5 separate regions of the Mus musculus genome follow, and regions 1, 2, 3 and 5 are each linked to region 4. A link is a contact called in public HiChIP or PLAC-seq and promoter capture Hi-C data. All regions are on one chromosome and are shown on one strand. The core of a region is the stretch at or near the end of the contact, and the rest is flanking DNA. Distances in the headings are between cores, read along the strand shown. Region 1 holds the start of Ccr1l1 (chemokine (C-C motif) receptor 1-like 1). Region 2 holds the start of Slc6a20b (solute carrier family 6 (neurotransmitter transporter), member 20B). Region 3 holds the start of Ccr2 (chemokine (C-C motif) receptor 2). Region 4 holds the start of Fyco1 (FYVE and coiled-coil domain containing 1). Region 5 holds the start of Ccr3 (chemokine (C-C motif) receptor 3).

What was found. Promoter capture Hi-C pulls out the DNA fragments that hold promoters and counts their contacts. HiChIP or PLAC-seq counts read pairs in DNA pulled down with a chosen protein or histone mark. Capture Hi-C pulls out chosen DNA fragments and counts their contacts.
Region 1: a contact with region 4 is called in an H3K27ac HiChIP or PLAC-seq map of bone marrow-derived dendritic cells, with 2.2 times the contacts expected there. The contact joins the promoter of Ccr1l1 here to the promoter of Fyco1 in region 4. A contact is called at or near these places in 3 of 39 promoter capture datasets (macrophages, neutrophils and pre-B cells), 1 of 115 datasets of contacts at active chromatin or transcription factors (bone marrow-derived dendritic cells) and 3 of 9 other capture datasets (adipose tissue, liver and pancreatic islet).
Region 2: a promoter capture Hi-C map of pre-B cells shows a contact between it and region 4, with 4 times the contacts expected there. The contact joins the promoter of Slc6a20b here to the promoter of Fyco1 in region 4. A contact is called at or near these places in 15 of 39 promoter capture datasets (the 3T3-L1 cell line, 3T3-L1-derived adipocytes, the C10 cell line and 10 more), 1 of 15 datasets of contacts at CTCF or cohesin (large pre-B cells), 3 of 484 Hi-C or Micro-C datasets (the G1E-ER4 cell line, Sertoli cells and embryonic stem cells), 9 of 115 datasets of contacts at active chromatin or transcription factors (the 230-238 cell line, the HPC-7 cell line, the SCID.adh cell line and 4 more) and 3 of 9 other capture datasets (adipose tissue, liver and pancreatic islet).
Region 3: a promoter capture Hi-C map of adipose tissue shows a contact between it and region 4. The contact joins the promoter of Ccr2 here to the promoter of Fyco1 in region 4. A contact is called at or near these places in 6 of 39 promoter capture datasets (the C10 cell line, cranial neural crest, liver and 2 more), 1 of 15 datasets of contacts at CTCF or cohesin (CD8 T cells), 2 of 115 datasets of contacts at active chromatin or transcription factors (bone marrow-derived dendritic cells and bone marrow-derived macrophages) and 3 of 9 other capture datasets (adipose tissue, liver and pancreatic islet).
Region 5: a promoter capture Hi-C map of macrophages shows a contact between it and region 4, with 7 read pairs. The contact joins the promoter of Ccr3 here to the promoter of Fyco1 in region 4. A contact is called at or near these places in 2 of 39 promoter capture datasets (macrophages and pre-B cells), 1 of 15 datasets of contacts at CTCF or cohesin (CD8 T cells), 1 of 115 datasets of contacts at active chromatin or transcription factors (effector CD8 T cells) and 3 of 9 other capture datasets (adipose tissue, liver and pancreatic islet).

The regions. Positions count from the first base shown.
Region 1 is chr9:123,985,273-123,987,972 of GRCm38.p6, forward strand. Ccr1l1 (chemokine (C-C motif) receptor 1-like 1) reads right to left here and starts at 1,443. Exons shown (of 2, transcript NM_007718.4): 1 at 1,332-1,443.
Region 2 is chr9:123,631,092-123,633,791 of GRCm38.p6, forward strand. It overlaps Slc6a20b (solute carrier family 6 (neurotransmitter transporter), member 20B), which reads right to left and starts at 1,447. Exons shown (of 11, transcript NM_011731.4): 1 at 1,019-1,447. The coding sequence starts at 1,268.
Region 3 is chr9:124,100,811-124,103,576 of GRCm38.p6, forward strand. Ccr2 (chemokine (C-C motif) receptor 2) reads left to right here and starts at 1,373. Exons shown (of 3, transcript NM_009915.2): 1 at 1,373-1,397.
Region 4 is chr9:123,850,490-123,853,189 of GRCm38.p6, forward strand. Fyco1 (FYVE and coiled-coil domain containing 1) reads right to left here and starts at 1,410. Exons shown (of 18, transcript NM_001110253.2): 1 at 1,292-1,410. It overlaps Xcr1 (chemokine (C motif) receptor 1), which reads right to left. Exons shown (of 2, transcript NM_011798.4): 2 at 1,826-2,700. It overlaps Gm51700 (a long non-coding RNA gene), which reads left to right. Exons shown (of 2, transcript XR_003948283.1): 1 at 1-512; 2 at 742-1,474.
Region 5 is chr9:124,020,677-124,023,376 of GRCm38.p6, forward strand. It overlaps Ccr3 (chemokine (C-C motif) receptor 3), which reads left to right and starts at 1,295. Exons shown (of 2, transcript NM_009914.4): 1 at 1,295-1,496.

The sequences.
Region 1 (2,700 bases), core at 193-2,692, 130 kb after region 4:
GCTTAATTTATCAGTACTTAGCATACAAAAATTTAATTACTTGTTTACTGTTTTTCAGTGAACTTGAGTTGTGAGAAGCTGGAATGGTCTCCTGCTTATAATTGTAGCTCACATGATTATGTATCAAGAGGCACATTTAAATGATTAAAAATTTCAAGTTGGAAGTTTGGCTGTAAGCAGCTGTGCAGTTCCAGCTGAGACTCAGACTCCCTCCATACAGTCTTCTCACCTTGCCCTATTCAGATAATCTTCACTTGGGGTAGTCATATGGCTTTTTCCCTCAACAGCCGGTATACATGAGGAAGCTTGAACAGACACTGTGAGCAAACAATCACTTGGAAGGAAATTCTCTAGGTGGATATAAGTAACAGAAAAGTATAAGTATGTAAACCTGTAGGAATAACAACCTATGGACTGTGACTCCTTTGGAGGTCAAATGACCCCTTCCACAGAGATCCCACATCAGATATCCTGCATATCAGATATTTACATCACAATTCATAACAGTAGAAAAATTACAGTTATTAAGTAACAATGAAAATAATTTTATGGTTGGGGGTCACGACAACATGAACTGTAATAAAGGATTGAAGCATTAGAAAGGACGAGAACCACTGCATTAGAGCATTTTAAAAACTATCAAGACAGGAAAAAAAGTTAGGTAGTGGTATTGAATGGGTGAAATAGGCTGGGATCATGCACAGAATGGAAGAGAGGGAATTAGATTGGCATAAAAGGCTGAGGAAGAAACCATAAATTCGCTGTATTTATTATCTGTGATCCCTTTCGTTACCTGTTTGCCTGTCTGGCCTCTAGTCCCTCAGAGTAACTTTGGGCAGGGTGCAGGCTGAGATCTACAATGACTTACCTAACAAAGAAAATAGATGAATAGGCATTGCTTATTACAGGTTTCTTTCTACTTTAATAGACACCCCTCCACTGTACACATATGTACACTATGCTGTATCTGCCCTGGCTGTGCCCACTGCAAAGCAGTGTTGAGTCTAGGACCAGTTCCTCCTTTTAAGTCTCTAGTTATAGCAAGATACACAAAGCAAACACAGGGGGGCAGAATCAGAGAGCTTATGAATATAGGAAGAGCACAGTACTGGCTCTCAGCTTTCAGTCTTTCTTTCCTGCGTTGTATGATGGCTCCCACTTGCAAAGGGCACAGAATAGAAGCATAGAGCAGCAAAGGTTTGAGCTTGTGGCTACTTATCAGAACAACACATTGTAGCCTGATTCTAGTGAGCAGCAGGGAGGAAAGAAGAGTCTGATAAAATGGTCCTTTGTACCCCAAGCTCAAGATTCAGACAGTCTAGTGTACGTACCTGAAAATTATCTGTGATATACCTGGATCCTGCTGTAGCTGGTGTCTGCTTCCCTTTATCTCAAGTATGTCACGTCTCTGAAGTGTGTGTGTCCTCCAGACATGAGCAATATGAATCAGACAAAGCCAGGAGCTAGTGTTAATCCAGGTGACGTTGTGGTTCAACAGTGTCATTGTCACCTGGGGGCTAGCTGGACATATGGGCTGCTGGGTCCAACCCCTCTCATGGGGAGGAGCTGTCTTAAGAATCTCACTAAGTGACCCTAAAAATTCCACCAGAGAACTCCTAAACCTGATAAACAGCTTCGGTGAAGTAGATGGATATAAAATTAACTCAAACAAGTCAATGGCCTTTCTCTACACAAAGAATAAACAGGCTGAGAAAGAAATTAGGGAAACAACACCCTGCTCAATAGTCACAAATAATATAAAATATCTCGGTGTGACTCTAACTAAGGAAGTGAAAGATCTGTATGACAAGAACTTCAAGTCCTTTAAGAAAGAAATTAAAGAAGATCTCAGAAGATGGAAAGATCTCCCATGCTCATGGATTGGCAGGATCAACATTGTAAAAATGGCTATCTTGCCAAAAGCAATCTACAGATTCAATGCAATCCCCATCAAAATTCCAACTCAATTCTTCAACGAATTAGAAGGAGCAATTTGCAAATTCATCTGGAATAACAAAAAACCTAGGATGGCAAAAACTCTTCTCAAGGATAAAAGAACCTCTGGTGGAATCACCATGCCTGACCTAAAGCTTTACTACAGAGCAATTGTGATAAAAACTGCATGGTACTGGTATAGAGACAGACAAGTAGACCAATGGAATAGAATTGAAGACCCAGAAATGAACCCACACACCTATGGTCACTTGATCTTTGACAAGGGAGCTAAAACCATCCAGTGGAAGAAAGACAGCATTTTCAACAAATGGTGCTGGCACAACTGGTTGTTATCATGTAGAAGATTGCGAATTGATCCATTCCTATCTCCTTGTACTAAGGTCAAATCTAAGTGGATCAAGGAACTTCACATAAAACCAGAGACACTGAAACTTATAGAGGAGAAAGTGGGGAAAAGCCTCGAAGATATGGGCACAGGGGAAAAATTCCTGAACAGAACAGCAATGGCTTGTGCTGTAAGATCGAGAATCGATAAATGGGACCTAATGAAACTCCAAAGTTTCTGCAAGGCAAAAGACACCGTCAATAAGACAAAAAGGCCACCAACAGATTGGGAAAGGATCTTTACCTATCCTAAATCAGATAGGGGACTAATATCCAACATATATAAAGAACTCAAGAAGGTGGACTCCAGAAAACCAAATAACCCCATTAAAAAATGGGGCTCAGAACTGAACAGAGAAT
Region 2 (2,700 bases), core at 197-2,696, 220 kb before region 4:
TCAATCTACTCAAGTGTGGGTCTTTGGGTTGTATCCAGTGCCTTTTCTTAAACCAAGCTATGGAATTCAGGTGGCTCACAGATCCCAGAGCGGCTGTCACGGAGGTTATGCAGAGCTCTGTGGCCACATGAAGGAGGGAAGAGTGAAAGTGTTGGCAGGGGACAGCACATACCCACATTAATGGTCAGAGCCTGACCCCAGCTTGTCCTTGTGTGCAAGCAGGGTCCGTGCACCGCCTTCTCATTCAGGAGGCTTCTCAAAATCCCCTTGCTCTGAAAAGGCTGAGTTTTTACCCTTTACCAACTTGATGTCAAAGGAGGCTGAGGCCTGTGTGATTTATTCTCTGGAGACACTTTACAGCAGAGGCCATATTTCCACAGATGTTTGGAGTTAATGCTCTAACACTCAAAGGTCATAAGATAGTCCAATTTTAACCCAAAGTATCAAGCAGTAACCACATCAAATCTGGTGTGGCCCTTGGTCATCTTGTCTCTGTGACAGAGCCTGGATGCTTATCTGCTAGCTAGGGCCAAAAGAAAACTCAAAGCTCATACCAAGGTAGCAGTGTGGTCACCTTTACCTGTGCGTGGCAATCATTTCCATCACTTCTTCAAACCTCAATAATTCAATTTAAGCAGATAAGCTCTGCAGTCCTTTTGTCAAAACAATACAACTGAATCAAAAGAGCCTTACTTAGTTGGTATCACAGTTCATGCACAGAAGAGGAAGAAAGGAAGTAGATCATAGTTCCACATGAACAACCCAGAGGTTAAAGAGTTAGAAGAGGAACAGAGAAAACCTTCATGACTTCAAATTAGCTGAAGATGTTTTAGATAGCAGAACAAAAGCACTGTCCACGGATGCACAGGCCAAACCTTCCCTCTGTGCGGGGCTTGGGTCAGCAATTTGGAGAGGACATCCAGCAGACCTATAATTCATCCAGATCCCAGGAAGGTGAAAGTTTGAGATGTGAAGCACTCAGTCAGGCAGACATGCTGCACCTGCCCATTGTACTCACCTCCGCCATACATCTGGCACAGGTAGGGGAAGCGCCATACATTGCCCAGGCCCACAGCATAGGAGATACAGACAAGTAGGAACTGCAGGGGGTTGTCCCACTTTGGCCGCACCTTCTCCACAACCCCAGGGTGGGCACACTCTGTTGACCTCGGTCTTCCTGGGTGCTGACCAGGTCCTCCAGCGCCTCCCCAGGGCTGGAGCTCCTCATCCTCTGGCAGGGAGACCGCATGTGCTGAAGGTGATTCCATCTTCTGAGACAACTCTCACTGTAGAATGAGCAACACCTGTGCCCTCTTCCGCGCCCCACCCCCAAACCCCTGTGTTTTCTACTGTTTCTTTCCAGGACTCTGGAATCAGCTTTCGACCCCAATTCTGTGTTGGTTCCCTTCTTGACCAGTGCTTCCCTCGCTGCCTCAACCTCACAGGTGGCCAGTTTAGATCCTCCCACTAACCTTTGGCCACATTCCTTTCTGTGTCCTTTGTCTCTCAAACTTCAGGATTTCTGGGCTCCTCTTGCTGTTAAGGGTGTCTGCAAAACAATTCACAAATTTGGTTGTATCTGTTGGAGGCTGGTGGTGAGCTGGAAAATGTTTAGCTAAATGTTTAGCTACAGACTGCAGAAAAACTCTGATCTATGTACTTATCAATTTTTCTAGTACAAACACTCCCACTATGGTGCATCCTGAGCTACCAATAAAATCCATTAAGTGAAACAGGATGCCATTATCTTGGGTTCCCACCTTACACACACAACGACAGAGATTCTCAGTTGCATAACTGACAGGTAAAGGGTAGCAAGTATCAGACAGTGAGCTGAGCATTGTGTCTGATTTGTAATTTACGTATCGCTTGGGCCTCAGTGATAACTGTATCTAAGAAGCAAAGGGGACGAAGCTCAGTTCTCTGGGGTGTCCAGATACCCCGCACAGATGATTCAGTCCAGCTTAACCCCACCTGAGTGGTCCCAGGAAGCTGCCTTGGCTAATGGATGACTGCGTATGGATGGGAACTTCACTGTACCTACCAGAAACAGGATACAAAAGACCATCAAACTGTGTCACTTGAACTCTGGACAAAGGAGAGAAAGTGGGTACAGCTGTGGGCAGGGTTCTATAGTCTTATTCTACTAAGAAGGTTATGCAATTTTCAATCATTTGCTCATCCTGGTGAGTGCACTGTTAATTATCAAAGTCTCTAGTTTCCCCATATGAGAAAGTCCAAACTCCTTGGTTCTGCTTGCAAAGCCTTGAGAACTTTTTTTAATTTTTATTTTGATGTTGTTGGTGTTGCAGGCGTCTTCTTCTTTTTTTTTTTTTAAGTTATTTTTGTTTTGTGTTTTGCCTTCATACTTGTGTATAGCTATACCTCTATCTATCATTCATATATACATGAATATATACAAATATGTGTATGCACATATATCTGGAACTGGTAATATGGATTGTTGTGAACCGCAGTTTGGAAACTGAACCCAGGTTCTCTGCAAGAACAGCCAGAGAACTGTTGGTTGTTGTTGTTGTTTTAATGGAGCCATTGCTTCAACCTCCATTTTGAGATGGAGGTTTGCTAAGTTACTTGCTTAGGCTAGGTCTTCAGTCTTCCTGCTTCAGCCTCTCAAATAGGTGGGGTTATCGGTATATATTACCACACCTGGTTCATGTTGACTCCTAATTACAATTA
Region 3 (2,766 bases), core at 123-2,622, 250 kb after region 4:
CATCTTGTATCCAGTGTCAGTCATCTTACAGCATTTGGGGGAGCACAAATGATTTTCATTTCATTGGTTTTCAGAAGACTTGAGACAATCGCTATTCTACTCCAGGCAATCTGAAGCGCCACAGCTATGCCTTTGATGTGATACTGCTTAGCTAGCATGTGTTTTGAACATAATGTTGTGAGGAGGTATCCTTTGTGGGTCATGCCAAGGTGTGTCCTGAAGAGATTATGCCATGAAACAGATCTTGTATAAAAAAAGGTTTACTGGAGGAGGGGAGAGAAGAGGAGAGGAAACTTAAAGAACCAGACAAGTGGATGTGTAGACAGGCAGACAGAGAAGAGAGAGAGTCATCGGGCAGAGAGAGGAGGTAGAGATGGGCAGAAAGGGGACACACGAAGAACACAGAGAGAGGAAACTCCAAGAACAGAAAAAGAGCTAGTGAGGTGGTTGGGTCCTTTCATCCACTGCACACCTGACAGCATCTAGATCCCTGAGAGCAGTCCACTGGAATTGCCTGTATAGTAACAGCAGGTATACCAGAGCTGTTAGGTGGTGATGTATTTTCTTTAAAGGATTCCCAAAGGCCACATCACACTAATCTTCCAGCCTAAAAATCCTGAAAAACGTGAACTCATTGCTGGCAGATAGATAAGAAGTTTTCAAACTCACACAAAGGGATCATTTCTGTTTTCCTTATGCAGATAAAGATTTTAAGGTGTAAATTCTCAAAATTTTGACCATTTGTATAGTGTGAGATGAAGGTGGTAAGAACATCTCGTGGTTTCCTAAGATCCACTCTCAGGTCCCAGTGTAAATCTTTCCTTCATTAGAAAGCTTTATTTAAGCGAGATTTGTAACCAGATTCCAATTCACAACACTTTGAAAGCAACACACAAGACTCAGTGAAACCTCTCTGCGCATTTTATTCATTATGACCTAAGGCCTCATTAGCATTTATTCTCTGGGTGTGATAGGTTCTATTGCACTTGGGTTATGCCAACTAACACAGAGAAGAGAACAGAGAGTGGAAAAGCTATGAAAGACTTATAAGACGAAGCCATGAGCTGAAATATACTGAAGCAGGGGTATAGGGCGTGGCTAACTCACACTCAGAATTGCATAAGCAAGATTTCAAAATTAATCCTGTAAAGACCTCAGCCCAACATATAACACTCCTGGCTGGAAAAGAAGAACTGTAGATCTTTGGGGTTTGTTTTTTTTTTTTTTTTTTGCTTTGTTTTGTTTTTCTTCAAATCTTTACCATCACTTGCTCTTTTATCTCCGCCTTCTCTTTCTGCAGGAAACTTTATTTCCTACTTCTGCATACCAGTTTGCACCTCCAGATCTGTTACTGAGAAGCCTGAGATAGCAGTGCCATCATAAAGGAGCCATACCTGGTGAGTTGTGATTTTTCCATGTCTTTATGCATCTCCAAGCTTGAGATGCAGGGCACTAGGGAGACAGCCTGAGGTATTGTACAGCCTGTGCACCTGAGGCAAAGATCAAGATTTGGGGAGAGAAGAGAATGTAATGTGCACCAAGAAACATTAGAAAGACCCTAGTGGCAGTGCGGAAATGAGGGTGTTGCTGGGTGGGACCATTCTTTTGGGATCAGGTGATAAAAGGGGACAATGAAGGAAGGAAAATCACTGTGCCTCATCATCTTCTAGACACTCACAGGATTACTCTGTCTCTCTTAGCATGCAGAGGGTTTACATTTCTAGAACCTTATACTGTGAAATCTTTTACCTGTAGTTCATCTATGCCTTCTAAATTGGCTCTTGTCTTTCCTCATGAGAACCACACAGACTGAAGATATCTATCTCTCTCTCTCTCTCTCTCTCCCTCTCTCTCTCTCTCTCTCTCTCTCTCTCTCTCTCTCTCTCTCTCCCATTATCTCTTTTGCTTTCTTTTGGGAGGCAGCTTCCCTACAGTCCTGGGTGATAGCTATGTCTTAATGCCCAAAGTGATGCTCAGGCCAGTACTTTCCAGACTGCTTGGTAGTAGGAACTAAGTGCTGACTATGTGCCATAGGGTTATATGAATTAGCATTTACCTAGAATTTTCCATAACAGCTGGAACTTTAGAACAGACCAGAACTTAGCACTGTGTAATCTTTAGGTACATGCACTTTCTTCCTTATTCTCATCAAAGATCTCATTTAGTTTTGGCAGTCTAGTGATAAGACTCAGTGATGTGACATGCAAGCTTCATTTGGCTATCACTTAAGGGATGCAAGAAGTACTGTGATATATAGGTGGATGAAAACAAATTTATAGCTGATATCAGGAAAAAGTAGTCTTAACAATCAAATCTAATGATGTTACATTTTATATCTTATAATTATTATAGACTTTTGTGCACTCTTTCAGTGAACCTTTACTGTTTACTCTTTTAGCCAGGTGAAATTATAAGAGTCAGAGATTAACAACATTGCCACTCCTTAACCTCAGCGGGGTGCATGGTATGTAGAAGATACCATGATAAGTGGTTACTTACATTTCACAAGAGCAGAGTGGTTTGTCAGAGGGTGCAGATTGGGCTTCACAAGAGAAGGGAAGTTTTAAGTAGGAGGTAGAATAAATAGGAACCATTTTAGGTCAAGAGACAAGAACAGAGTAAATCACTAAGGCATAAAGGAAGTGGTGAGTTTGGAGGAAATGGAGAGAAGACAGTTGTGGGTGTGCACAGGACTGGGAATGTGAGAGCAGGTCAACCACTGTGAAGTCCCACCACATCCAAGTCATGTGGCTATTGGGGGTTTCA
Region 4 (2,700 bases), core at 160-2,659:
CTGGCTAAGGGGCAAAGGAACCTGAGACCATTTCCAAGTTCTAAACCAATTACAAAAATAAAGTAAAATATTAAGAACACACACACACACACACACACACACACACACACACGGTACTGCAGGACTCTGTATACGTTATCTATTTTCTTAATAAAATAAACAATTTTCAAGAAGTGATACACAAATATGAACATTAAACAAACAGATAAATTCTGTCTCCTAAAGCTATAGTTTTTTTTGTTTTTGTTTTTGTTTTTTTCAGATCCTTTTAGGTAAAGGAGGCTGACAGTCAGCCCTGGGCTGATTTCCAGGATAACAATCCTGGCCCATAATCAGTATTCTGCATTTCAACACAGCAGAACTGGTTGTCATAGACCGAGAGTGTCGGGGCAGCCAGGAGGTTGCAAAACTAAAAGTAGAAACCCACAGCTCCCTTCCCCCAACCCAGCAACAGCAGCAAGCAGATGGCAGAGGAATTAACCTGCTTCAGACCACCATTGCTGAGAGAGGCTGTAAGTAGATTAAGTCCTGAGCCTCTGCCCCATTTCTGTCTGGAAAGGAAACCACCTGTGTTAAGTCAAACAATCATAGGGACAGAAAGAAACAAGTGCTGTTTTTTCTGCAGGAGACAGCCCAGCCGTGGGAACTTTGCAGAGTGACACAGAGAATCATAGCATTAATAGGAAGCTACTTGACTTGGCTTAAGTGTCAACTACATGTTCTCTTCTTTTATGCAAATAGGATGTCGCTCCGCCCTGCCCCCCATCCGCAGCCCAAGCCTGGGTGCCAACAGGACAAGCTACCACACCAGATACATTCAGTCGTCCTACAGGTGTTTCCAGAAACTTGACCGCAGAGCCCCCTTGAACTATCTGAGCATAAGGGCAGCGGGTCAGGTCAGCGAAGATACAAAAGGAACAAACTGTGTCTCCTGGACCGAAGGGGCGTCAGGAGTCCTGCAGAGAGGAGGGTTTGGCTTTCTGGGGATCAAGTCCCAGTGCCCGCGAGAACTTCGGGGTTTGGCTGCTGTGCCAGGGGTTCGGGGAGAGCTGCCGAAGCTCCGCCTCACAGGGCGGCCCCCTTCTGCCGGCTCCGATCTTGGAACAGTGTTGAGGGTCTTTCTACGACCCCGCAGACAGCCTGCGTATTGGAGCTAACCTCTCTGGAGAGAGGGTTCTCCCGAGGCGCCCTGTGTGGGAGGGGACGACCCACGCCCCCACGAAGCTTCCGCGCCGACGTCCAGAAAGGCCCCAGTGTCCCCGATGCCTGTCCGGGCGCCTGCGGCACTTACACGCTCGTGGGTCCTCCGCTGGGCAGAAACGAAACTTTCTAGGGCCGAGCGGAAGAGTAGGCGAGCACAGAGCCGACTGCCATGAAGCGCCCAGTAGCCCCAGAGCGCGCGCGGACTACAACTCCCGGCATGCCTCACGGATGGCCTACAACTCCCGGCATGCTTCACGGATGGCCTACAACTCCCGGCATGCTTCACGGATGGCCTACAACTCCCGGCATGCTTCACGGATGGCCTACAACTCCCGGCATGCTTCACGGATGGCCTACAACTCCCATCGGGTGCAACTGGACGGTGGACGCTAACTACGACTCCCGGCATGTCTCACGGCAGACGTCACTTCCTGAAACTCGAACAAGCTTCGGATACCCGGAAGTCGTGTGTAGAATCCTGAACGAGTGCTGTTTACTGTTGTTAAGCTCATGCATTGTGACCGATTGGCTTTGAACTGTGCATGAGCTGTAAATATAAAATAATGTGCCCGATTCCGAAACCCCCCAAACAATCTGAGAATAATCTCATTAGTATTTTTGTACTATTACGTTTTATTTATGAAGCTAAAAAAAAATGAACTTAGTATGTACTGCTGGACCTAAGTTCTCAGTTTTTGTTTCCCCCTCATTAACAGACACTTAAAAAACAGTGTTTGAAAATATGTGCTAAAGAACTACCATGCTTAGCTTCCTCAGTCCCGTGTTTGCTTGTTGCTGAGTTGCAAAGCACCCTGAAGCCTGGTGCAATAGAACACTGCATTCCAAGTCCAGTATGGATGAACATGCTAAAGACAGGGGACAGTACATAGGAATGTCAGCCCATGATTAGGTTCGCTTCTTAGCTCTGGCTGGCTCCTCACACTGCCTTATTTTCATCATGTTAGCTAGAAATGCTTGTGTACCTTACAGGACTTAGCTAATAGTGGCATCTGCCAGACTTCAGCATTCCAGGTTCTCAGGATAAATTCATACAGGAAGGAAAAGAAATCTTTTAAGTTAATTTCATATTTTATACTGGAGGTATATGAGACAACATATTAACTTGATGGAGTTGTCAGTTTGTGGATGAGGATAAAAAAAACCTCACGAAGAGAAATGATTCCCCTTTCTGTTAACAAAGGAAAACAAAAAAAAGGGAAGAAGTGGGAGGAAATGACATCAGAAATAAAGATTTATCAATAGAGTGAACTAAGAAAAACTTGCTCTGACTACAGCCTGAACAGCTTTGGGATGTTAAGATTGAGAGTGTGAGGCATGTGGAAGACAACCTTGTGAAGGAATATGTGGGGTGGAGAGCACTGTGCCACAGAGTCCTGATCTGCTGTACATGGTGTCAGATCTAAGATGGCTCCCGGGACACCAGTGAGACAGCAAAAAGGAACTAAGGTCAAGACAGTGGCTGCTTCTGAGTCTTCA
Region 5 (2,700 bases), core at 45-2,544, 170 kb after region 4:
CTTGGAAGGAGTTACAGAGACAAAGTTTGGAGCTGAGATGAAAGGATGGACCATGTAGAGACTTCCATATCCAGAGATCCACCCCATAATCAGCATCCAAACGCTGACACCATTGCATACACTAGCAAGATTTTATCGAAAGGACCCAGATGTAGCTGTCTCTTGTGAGACTATGCCGGGGCCTAGCAAACACAGAAGTGGATGCTCACAGTCAGCTAATGGATGGATCACAGGGCTCCCAATGGAGGAGCTAGAGAAAGTATCCAAGGAGCTAAAGGGATCTGCAACCCTATAGGTGGAACAACATTATGAACTAACCAGTACCCCGGAGCTCTTGACTCTAGCTGCATATGTATCAAAAGATGGCCTAGTCGGCCATCACTGGAAAGAGAGGCCCATTGGACACACAAACTTTATATGCCCCAGTACAGGGGAACGCCAGGGCCAAAAAGTGGGAGTGGGTGGGTAGGGGAGTGGGGGTGGGTGGGTATGGGGGACTTTTGGTATAGCATTGGAAATGTAAATGAGCTAAATACCTAATAAAAAATGGAAAAGGAAAAAAAAGAATTAAGTTCTTCTCCTATTTCTACTCTTTCTTCTCTATTCATTTTCTCCTGTCCCCTTCTGAATAGCTAACAAGAACTTGGTAAATTCATTGACCTGTACAATTAGAAAGAATATCAGAGATTATACCATATATTTGTCACTATTCCCGTCAACATTAGTTAAATGCGTCTAGTGTCCATTATCACACTAGGTTCATGGGGATATCAGCACATAGGCAAGATATGTTCCTAGCCTTGGGATGCTATGTCACGGTACAATTCAACCTACACTTTACATTGGTTGAGATCTGTACTTTACATAGAAACTTCCTTGGTTTATCTTAATTGACTTCATGACAACTGTAGGAAATAAATATCTGTTACAATTATAGAGGAGAAAACTAGGTGTCCAGCAAGGCTGGCTCAGTGGTTACCCTGAGATCATGCAGCTATAGAACCACAGTGGAAATGCAAACACATGTCTTTGTGAATTATCAAAACCTTTACTTGCTTGTCCTCATAATCTTCAGTTGCTCCCAGCAAATTTGCTGTCTCATCCTTTCCTTAAGAGGAAATTCCCACATTGTTTTTCCACAGTCTGTCCATGAGTCAATGATTATTGGGAAGTTGTTAGCCATATCATACATAAAAAAATGAGCAGTGTCAAATGGGTGAAGAGCCTGCAAGATAGTTTCTGAGTGTCAGCAGTATCCATCCATAGATAACTCAACAGAGAGCCAAGTATGTGCAGTAAATAACAAAACGGAAGAACTGTAACAAGTTGGTATCTCTCTGAAAACTTGCAAAACCTGAGAAGCTAGCCTTTTTAAAACAGGAAGCTATGATGTTTACTACCTGACTGGTGTATATGATCAAGTGTTATCTCTGTTTCATTAGCAGTGAAACTTAAGTTACTACTGGACTCATAAAGGACTTAGCAAAATTCACCAGGTACCGTTTCTTCTTTTTATTCTCTTTTGGACAAGGACATATTTAAATTCAAGAGATGTTTCTTAGACGATATTTCCAGATAGGCTTTCAGAACTCTAGGAAAGGAAAAAATGGATATATTAGTCTATGTAGGTGAAAGAAATACCTCCCAGAGCCCTCTTGATTCCAATAGAGAGGTGGTGTATAGTATTTAAAGATAACATAAGGTAGACTTAGAAAAGATTTTGCAATGTATTTCCATTTTCTTCTTGCTTTCCTTATTCCTATCCTTCTATTTTCCCATCTATACTATGATACAACATGAACTTTATAACTACTCAAGCTACATTATCTGTTACCATCCTGTACTTCTTATAATTCATAAATTATGAAGAATAGCATCATTCCAAAAGTGTTACATTAGTAGTTAGCGTTTATTGATACTGACTTGTAAGATCATCATGAAAATGTAATCTCTTGTGTGTATGTATATTAGAATGAAAATATATTTATGTATTCATGTGTATACTAAGTAATTACATATTTAAATGCATAATTAAAGTTTTTGGAAATCAACTCTAAAACTATTAGATGGATTGGTTGATGATTGCCGTGGTGTCTCTGTCTGGATTAGGTTGGCTGGCTGCCTTTGGTAGATCTATCTCTGTTAGAGGGTAGAGACAAAAAAAAAATCCATTTAGTGTTTTGAAAGACTCTAGTTTGGCTGGGGTTAGAAGTAAAATGGTTTTGGTGAGTGATTTGAGAGAGGGTGGTAGTCTTCAGTTACTAGTAGGTTGGACTCTAGCCCAAACCTGTTTTCAACCTGTGGGTTACAACCCTTTGTAGGTGGCATATCAGCTATCTTGTATACTAGATATTTATATTACAATTAAAAACAGTAGGAAAACTACAGTTATGAGATAGCAAGGAAATAATTTTATGTTTAGGGGTCATCACAACATGAGGAGCAGTATTAAAGGGTTACAGCATTAGGAAGGCTGGAAAACACTGGGCTAGAGGATCCTCTCACTCCATTCAAAAGATGGTAATATTACACTGAAGCTAGTCACTGAGTCATTTCTCCTGGAATAAGAAATGAGAGTACTCTATGACTCAACAGGAAAGAAGCAAATATGCTCATAATAAATTAAGTGAAGAGCACAGTCAATGCATAGAAGAGAGAATATGGTGACTAATAATTACAATTTAAAAATCCCTCAAAAAT